2 separate regions of the Sus scrofa genome follow, and region 1 is linked to region 2. A link is a contact called in public HiChIP or PLAC-seq data. All regions are on one chromosome and are shown on one strand. The core of a region is the stretch at or near the end of the contact, and the rest is flanking DNA. Distances in the headings are between cores, read along the strand shown. Region 1 overlaps NCOA4 (nuclear receptor coactivator 4). Region 2 holds the start of PARG (poly(ADP-ribose) glycohydrolase).

What was found. HiChIP or PLAC-seq counts read pairs in DNA pulled down with a chosen protein or histone mark.
Region 1: an H3K27ac HiChIP or PLAC-seq map of alveolar macrophages shows a contact between it and region 2. The contact joins the enhancer-like site here to the promoter of PARG in region 2. A contact is called at or near these places in 2 of 5 promoter capture datasets (fetal liver and liver), 11 of 47 Hi-C or Micro-C datasets (brain, embryonic fibroblasts, fetal heart ventricle and 5 more) and 1 of 2 datasets of contacts at active chromatin or transcription factors (alveolar macrophages).

Annotation. Positions count from the first base shown.
Region 1 is chr14:90,515,100-90,517,799 of Sscrofa11.1, forward strand. It overlaps NCOA4 (nuclear receptor coactivator 4), which reads right to left. Exons shown (of 10, transcript NM_001243122.1): 2 at 248-402. The coding sequence starts at 388. Among named protein-coding and RNA genes, the nearest start is that of NCOA4, 15 kb to the right of the region's middle. Within about 2 kb of position 1,377, at least 7 of the 83 cell types and tissues checked have an H3K27ac peak or open chromatin away from gene starts, as enhancers often do. A contact at or near this core is called in alveolar macrophages, where this site is marked.
Region 2 is chr14:90,479,688-90,482,412 of Sscrofa11.1, forward strand. It overlaps PARG (poly(ADP-ribose) glycohydrolase), which reads right to left and starts at 1,328. Exons shown (of 18, transcript XM_005671222.3): 1 at 1,241-1,328. LOC100157391 (mitochondrial import inner membrane translocase subunit Tim23) reads left to right here and starts at 1,268. Exons shown (of 7, transcript XM_001926555.6): 1 at 1,268-1,614. The coding sequence starts at 1,509.

The sequences.
Region 1 (2,700 bases), core at 127-2,626, 35 kb after region 2:
TAGGTTGCAGATGCGACTGGGATCCTGTGTGGCGGTGACTATGGCTCTGGCATAGGCCGGCAGCTACAGCTCCGATTAGACCCCTAGCCTGGGAAGCCTCTACATGCCATGAGAGTGGCACTAGGAAAGGCAAAAAGACAAAAAAAAAGAAAGTTTCTGGTTTAGAGAAGCCAATCCCTTGGGCATGCTCTAACCAGCCCTGTCCTAAGAGTTCAGACAAGAGAAGAGAAAAGCACACACGTCACACCTCTCGCAAGTTATCTTTAATTTGCTGTTCAGCCCGAAGAACTCCACCAATAGCAAGCTCCAAGTCCCTCCGTGCATCACAACACCTCAAAAGAGGTTCTTTATTACTGGAGCAGCCATTCTGGTCCTGTGAGGTACTCATTCTGTTCACTGTTCCTTCAAAAGAAAAAAAAAAACCAAATTGCACCATAATTACAAGCATAAATCATCTTGCAATTATCCCCCAAATGATCATTCCAACCAACTCCCAGGTATTAACTACTTAGATTACTTTCAACATAGTACCTGGCACTTAGTACACTCTTAATAAATATTACCTCCTCTTCCCACCCACCACTGTTTTCCTGCCCAAAAATATTATGCATCTACTTTAGTAACACTTTACATGTGGAATAGATTATTTCTGAAAAAATACACTAAATTTTCCTGAACTGATATGACATATAGCCTCCAAAATGTTAACAGAACACTAGGATGTAAGTTTCTACTTATATACATAAAGACATAGGGGACATGTGTTCTTATTTTATAGATTTAGAGCTAAAGACTAAAAGGTCTAGAAGGACTCATAATTACTTTAAAAAGAAGTTTCAAAGCAATAACCCAACAAATAGAGTTCAGAACACTGTTTAGAGCTGGCATTTACCTAAATTTATTGAGAGGATTAAATTTATTTTTCATTTCTCCCCTTTGCCTTTTTGTTTGTTTTTTTCTGGCCACACCCACAGGATGTGGTATTCTCAGGCCAGCGATGGAACCTGGGCCACCAGAGCAACCCAAGCTGCTGCAGTGCCAAAGCCGGGTCCCTAACACACTGCATGCCATAAAAGAACTCCTTTTTTAAAAAATTTAGGAACAACTTAGACTTGCCTTCATAGCTAGGAAGCTTTCAAGAATGCAAATCTAACAAAATAATTTCATAGGATTCTGATATAAGGAAGTACTTACCGAAATTATGGGGAACTACAGAGGGTTTTCTAATAAGCTTAGGTTTACGAGTGAGGAGAAAGAGAAATAGAAAGAAGACCACATAGTCCAAAATATAATGAGACTGGGACAGAAAACTGTCAGAAAAGCAATGACGCAAAGCTTGACAAAAACTACTGAAGAGTAGTTTGGTGTCTATCCTGGATAGATCTAGAATCAGAGATGGTTTCTAAATAGAAAAAGAAAGCAGTGATCACTGTAGCCTAGCAAGGTTTCACTAAGCCTTGGGACACCAAAATTATCTCCTTCTTGCATAGTTTTACTAAACTGGCCAGTCAATGTAATCCTGTAGACACACCATATCTGGACAGATAGCAAGACCTGGGACAAGGTTGTATACTACCTTTGTGGACAAAGTGAACATGGGCAAAACAGAAGGACAACTAAATTGAGTAAGATTATTTTTTAGAAAGTACTCAAAGATAATGGGTTGAAGCCAGTCTGTTTTTAGAGTATGCCCCTGTTTTCCCCAATTACTCAACTGTTTTCCATAATTGCTTGGATCAAAACATAAAAGGCAGACATTAAAGTTAGAGATAACATGGGCTGTAACAAAAATAGATTTCAAAACAATCTCTACATAGCTGATAAATCTTATAAAACAAAAGTAGATTTTTTTTTTTTTTTTTTTTTTTTTTGTCTTTTGTCTTTTGTTGTTGCTATTTCTTGGGCCGCTCCCGCGGCATATGGAGGGCAGCATATGGAGGTTCCCAGGCTAGAGGTTGAATCGGAGCTGTAGCCACCGGCCTACGCTAGAGGCACAGCAACGCAGGATCCGAGCCGCGTCTGCAACCTACACCACAGCTCACGGAACACCGGATCGTTAACCCACTGAGCAAGGGCAGGGACCGAACCCGCAACCTCATGGTTCCTAGTCGGATTCGTTAACCACTGCGCCACGATGGGAACTCCGATTTTTTTAACTTAAATGGGGAAAGACAAAATGAAAGAGAATAACTTTGTTTAAAAGGATGGAGATTTTGGGGTTCCCATCATGGTGCAGTGGAAATGAACCTGACTAAGAACCATGAGGTTGCAGGTTCGATCCCTGGCCTCGCTCAGTGGGTTAAGGATCTGGCATTGCTGTGAGCTGTGGTGTAGGTCGCAGACGTGGCTCAGACACCGCATTGCTGTGGCTATGGTGTAGGCCAGCAGCTATAGCTCCGATTGAACCCCTAGCCTAGGAACCTCCATGTGCCACAGGTGCGGCCCTGAAAAGACAAAAAAAAAAAAAAAAAAAAAGATGGAGATTTTTAACTGAAAGCTCTATATGAGTTAACAATATGCTGGATCTCAAGTGAAAACAACTTACTATTTCCATTTACCAAAAGAACAGCATTTGCCACAGGACTAATCTGTTCTATGTTTATTAGACTAATTCAGAAATTTCTGAACCACCACCTTTAAAGAGAATCATTTACAAAAAAGGAAAAAGCCTCGAAACCATGAAAAATTGCTCCAGGAAGG
Region 2 (2,725 bases), core at 78-2,577:
GTCCAATCAGGATAAAGCTCAAACCTCTTAGCATTGCCCAATATGATCTGATCTTTGTCTACTTCTTTGCAATCCCATCTCTCACTGCTCTCTGGACAACCTACATCAGCTGCACTGTGGGATCACTTCCTTAACTTCCTCTTCATCTAAATAACTCATCACTCTTCAGTCCTCAGAATAAGATCCTCACCTTCTGGCTAGGAGATTATCTTTGACCTTCAAACTAGATCAGGCACATCTGACGTCTTATCCTAACTATCTGTCTCATATACTGGAACATCCATTACCCTTTATTATATTTACCTCTGCCATTGTCTACCTCTTCTGATAGATTTTAGGGTCTGAAAACAGACCAAGTTACCTTTGTTCACCACTGTATGTCAAAGACGGGTGTAAAGCCAGTAAGACTAAGGGCTCTCCACCCAGAGACTGAGAATTAAAACTGAGGACAGCTGTGACTTTCTTTGTAACTTTCTTTATATCTAGAGACTGAAGCTTCAGGTAAAAGATTAAACCTCCTTAACGACCAAGGCAATTCCAATTAAACCCAAGGAAAGCAAACAGGTGGAGTCTCTCGCCGCTTCCCATGCTGAGTGACTGCTTGTCAGGGGTTCTCACACCACCAATCGCCACGGGGAAAATGGGGCCCCATTCCCCGACTAGTGGCCTTGATGGCTCAGCAAGGGGACCTCAGCGTTCAGAGTGATGCATACAAGACCAGAAAATGGGGGGCTGTAGTCCCTGGGTCCTCGGAGACCAAGAAGAGCTTTGGGCCAAGGCGAAGGACAAAGAGCTTTATTTCCCCACGTACCAAGCGAGGTGGCGCTGCCTCTGTGCGGTCCCGCCCGCCCCGAGACGCAGCCTGACGAGGACGGCGGGACCCTGAACTGCACGGGAGCGTCCTTGGAATCGAGGACGCGCCTCTGCCTGCTGGGGAAGCTCCGGGCGTCCGAGGCGGCCGGCGGAGAAGTTGCAGCGGCGCCCCAGCGGGGTCGCTTGGTGCAGGGCTCACAGCCGGGGCCCGCACTCATGCTGGGACCCGCAGCGAACAGTCCCCGGGCCAGCCAGGGCGGAGAGCCTCATTCACTAACCCGGAGAGGGACGGACTGCGCCTCCTTCTCGGCGCCTCCCGGCACCATGCCCTCTCTGCTGCTGCCTGCGTCTGCAGCTGCTGTTCCGTAGGCCTCCCGAGCCAGGCCCTATCCAGTCGCCTGCCTTCCCTCTTCCACAGGCACCCCACCTGCCTCAGGATGCGCCGCTTTGATTTTCTTGCTCCGTTCACTTTCCCACCACCGGAAAGCTGCCGTCAGGCGCTTCCGGTTTCCGGGACGTACGCTGTCGCAAAGCGGAAATGTGAGGTTTAGGTGCTGCCGGCGCCCGGAAGGTCAGCGTGTGAAGGAGGTGGTGGTAACGCGGGTTTCACCCGCTGTTACAGAGGAGCAACGGCCGAGCGGACGATCCCGGCCTGAGCAGCGGGGAGAAGCAGACCGGTAGTTTGCTGCAGTACCATGGAGGGCGGTGGAGGAAGCGGCAACAAAACCACAGGGGGATTGGCCGGCTTTTTCGGAGCCGGCGGAGCTGGCTACTCGCACGCGGATCTGGCGGGAGTCCCGCGTAAGTATCGGGCCTAGCTTACGAACATTTCTGACTGGTTCTTGCCACCACGCCAAACCTGCGGCGTGCCCTGTCCTTTTTTTGCTAGCGGTCACAAGCTTCAGTAGCAATCGTGGGGTTGGTGTATCTCCGGGGCCGCTCTTTCGACATCGAACGAATTTTTGGAGCCATAGATCCGGAGAAGGTTTCTGTGGTTGTCCTGGATCATGTCAACCAGGAGATGCTGCATGTTTTCTTCCTTTTATATTCAAGCTTTCTGCCTTCTCTTTCCTCTCGCACATTCCTGTATATTGGGCCTTGTGCTTGGCTCTAGGTGAAAAAGAAAACCCCCTTCTGCAAGTAAATGCATTCCAAATACCGAGTTCATAGATAACTTTTTAGCTCAAAGTCGCATATTCTAAAACCACAAGTAGCCGTCAGGGCCACTCATGCATACAGGGGAGAAAGAAACATGATTCGAGACAACTAGGGGAACACGGAAGAGAGCTGAATTTTAAAGGTAATTTATAGACAAGAAAGAAGCCAATATGAATTTTAGGAAGGGAAATACGTACAATCGAGGGTGCTGGAAGCACGAATGCCCTGCCTGTGCGCTCCTCAGTACAAAGAATGTGTATTCTAGATCTTTGAAATTATCTAACTGGGTATTCAACTGGATGACTAGAACTTGGACCTAAAAATAGGAAGTTGGTGGAGGATAAGCGTTTTATAAAACTATTTTCTCTTTTAAGAATTTTCGTACTACTTCTTTAGGTCTTTTATGCTCAGAAACCAAAAAAGCTTTTTTTTTTTTAAACACGCTTAGAAGTTCCTAGTGTGACCTGTATCAAAACTGAATTTAGGGCGTAGTTTGTATATGATAACTTATAGAACAGAACTGTAGGGAGTTTGTGTATAATAAGTCACAGGAGCTCCGCATTTGGAGCACAAAGGGCTCTGCTTTAATGTGAAAAACCATTGTTACATTAATTGAAATTTGAAGGTAAATTAAAAGATGGAGTCAATACCATTTATTGAGTACTGTAGATGGATTTTTCTGGGTGCAGAACTAAGACAGTTAAATTTAAAAAGATGATTGCTGTTTTTGTGGACCTTACATCCTATTGAAGTG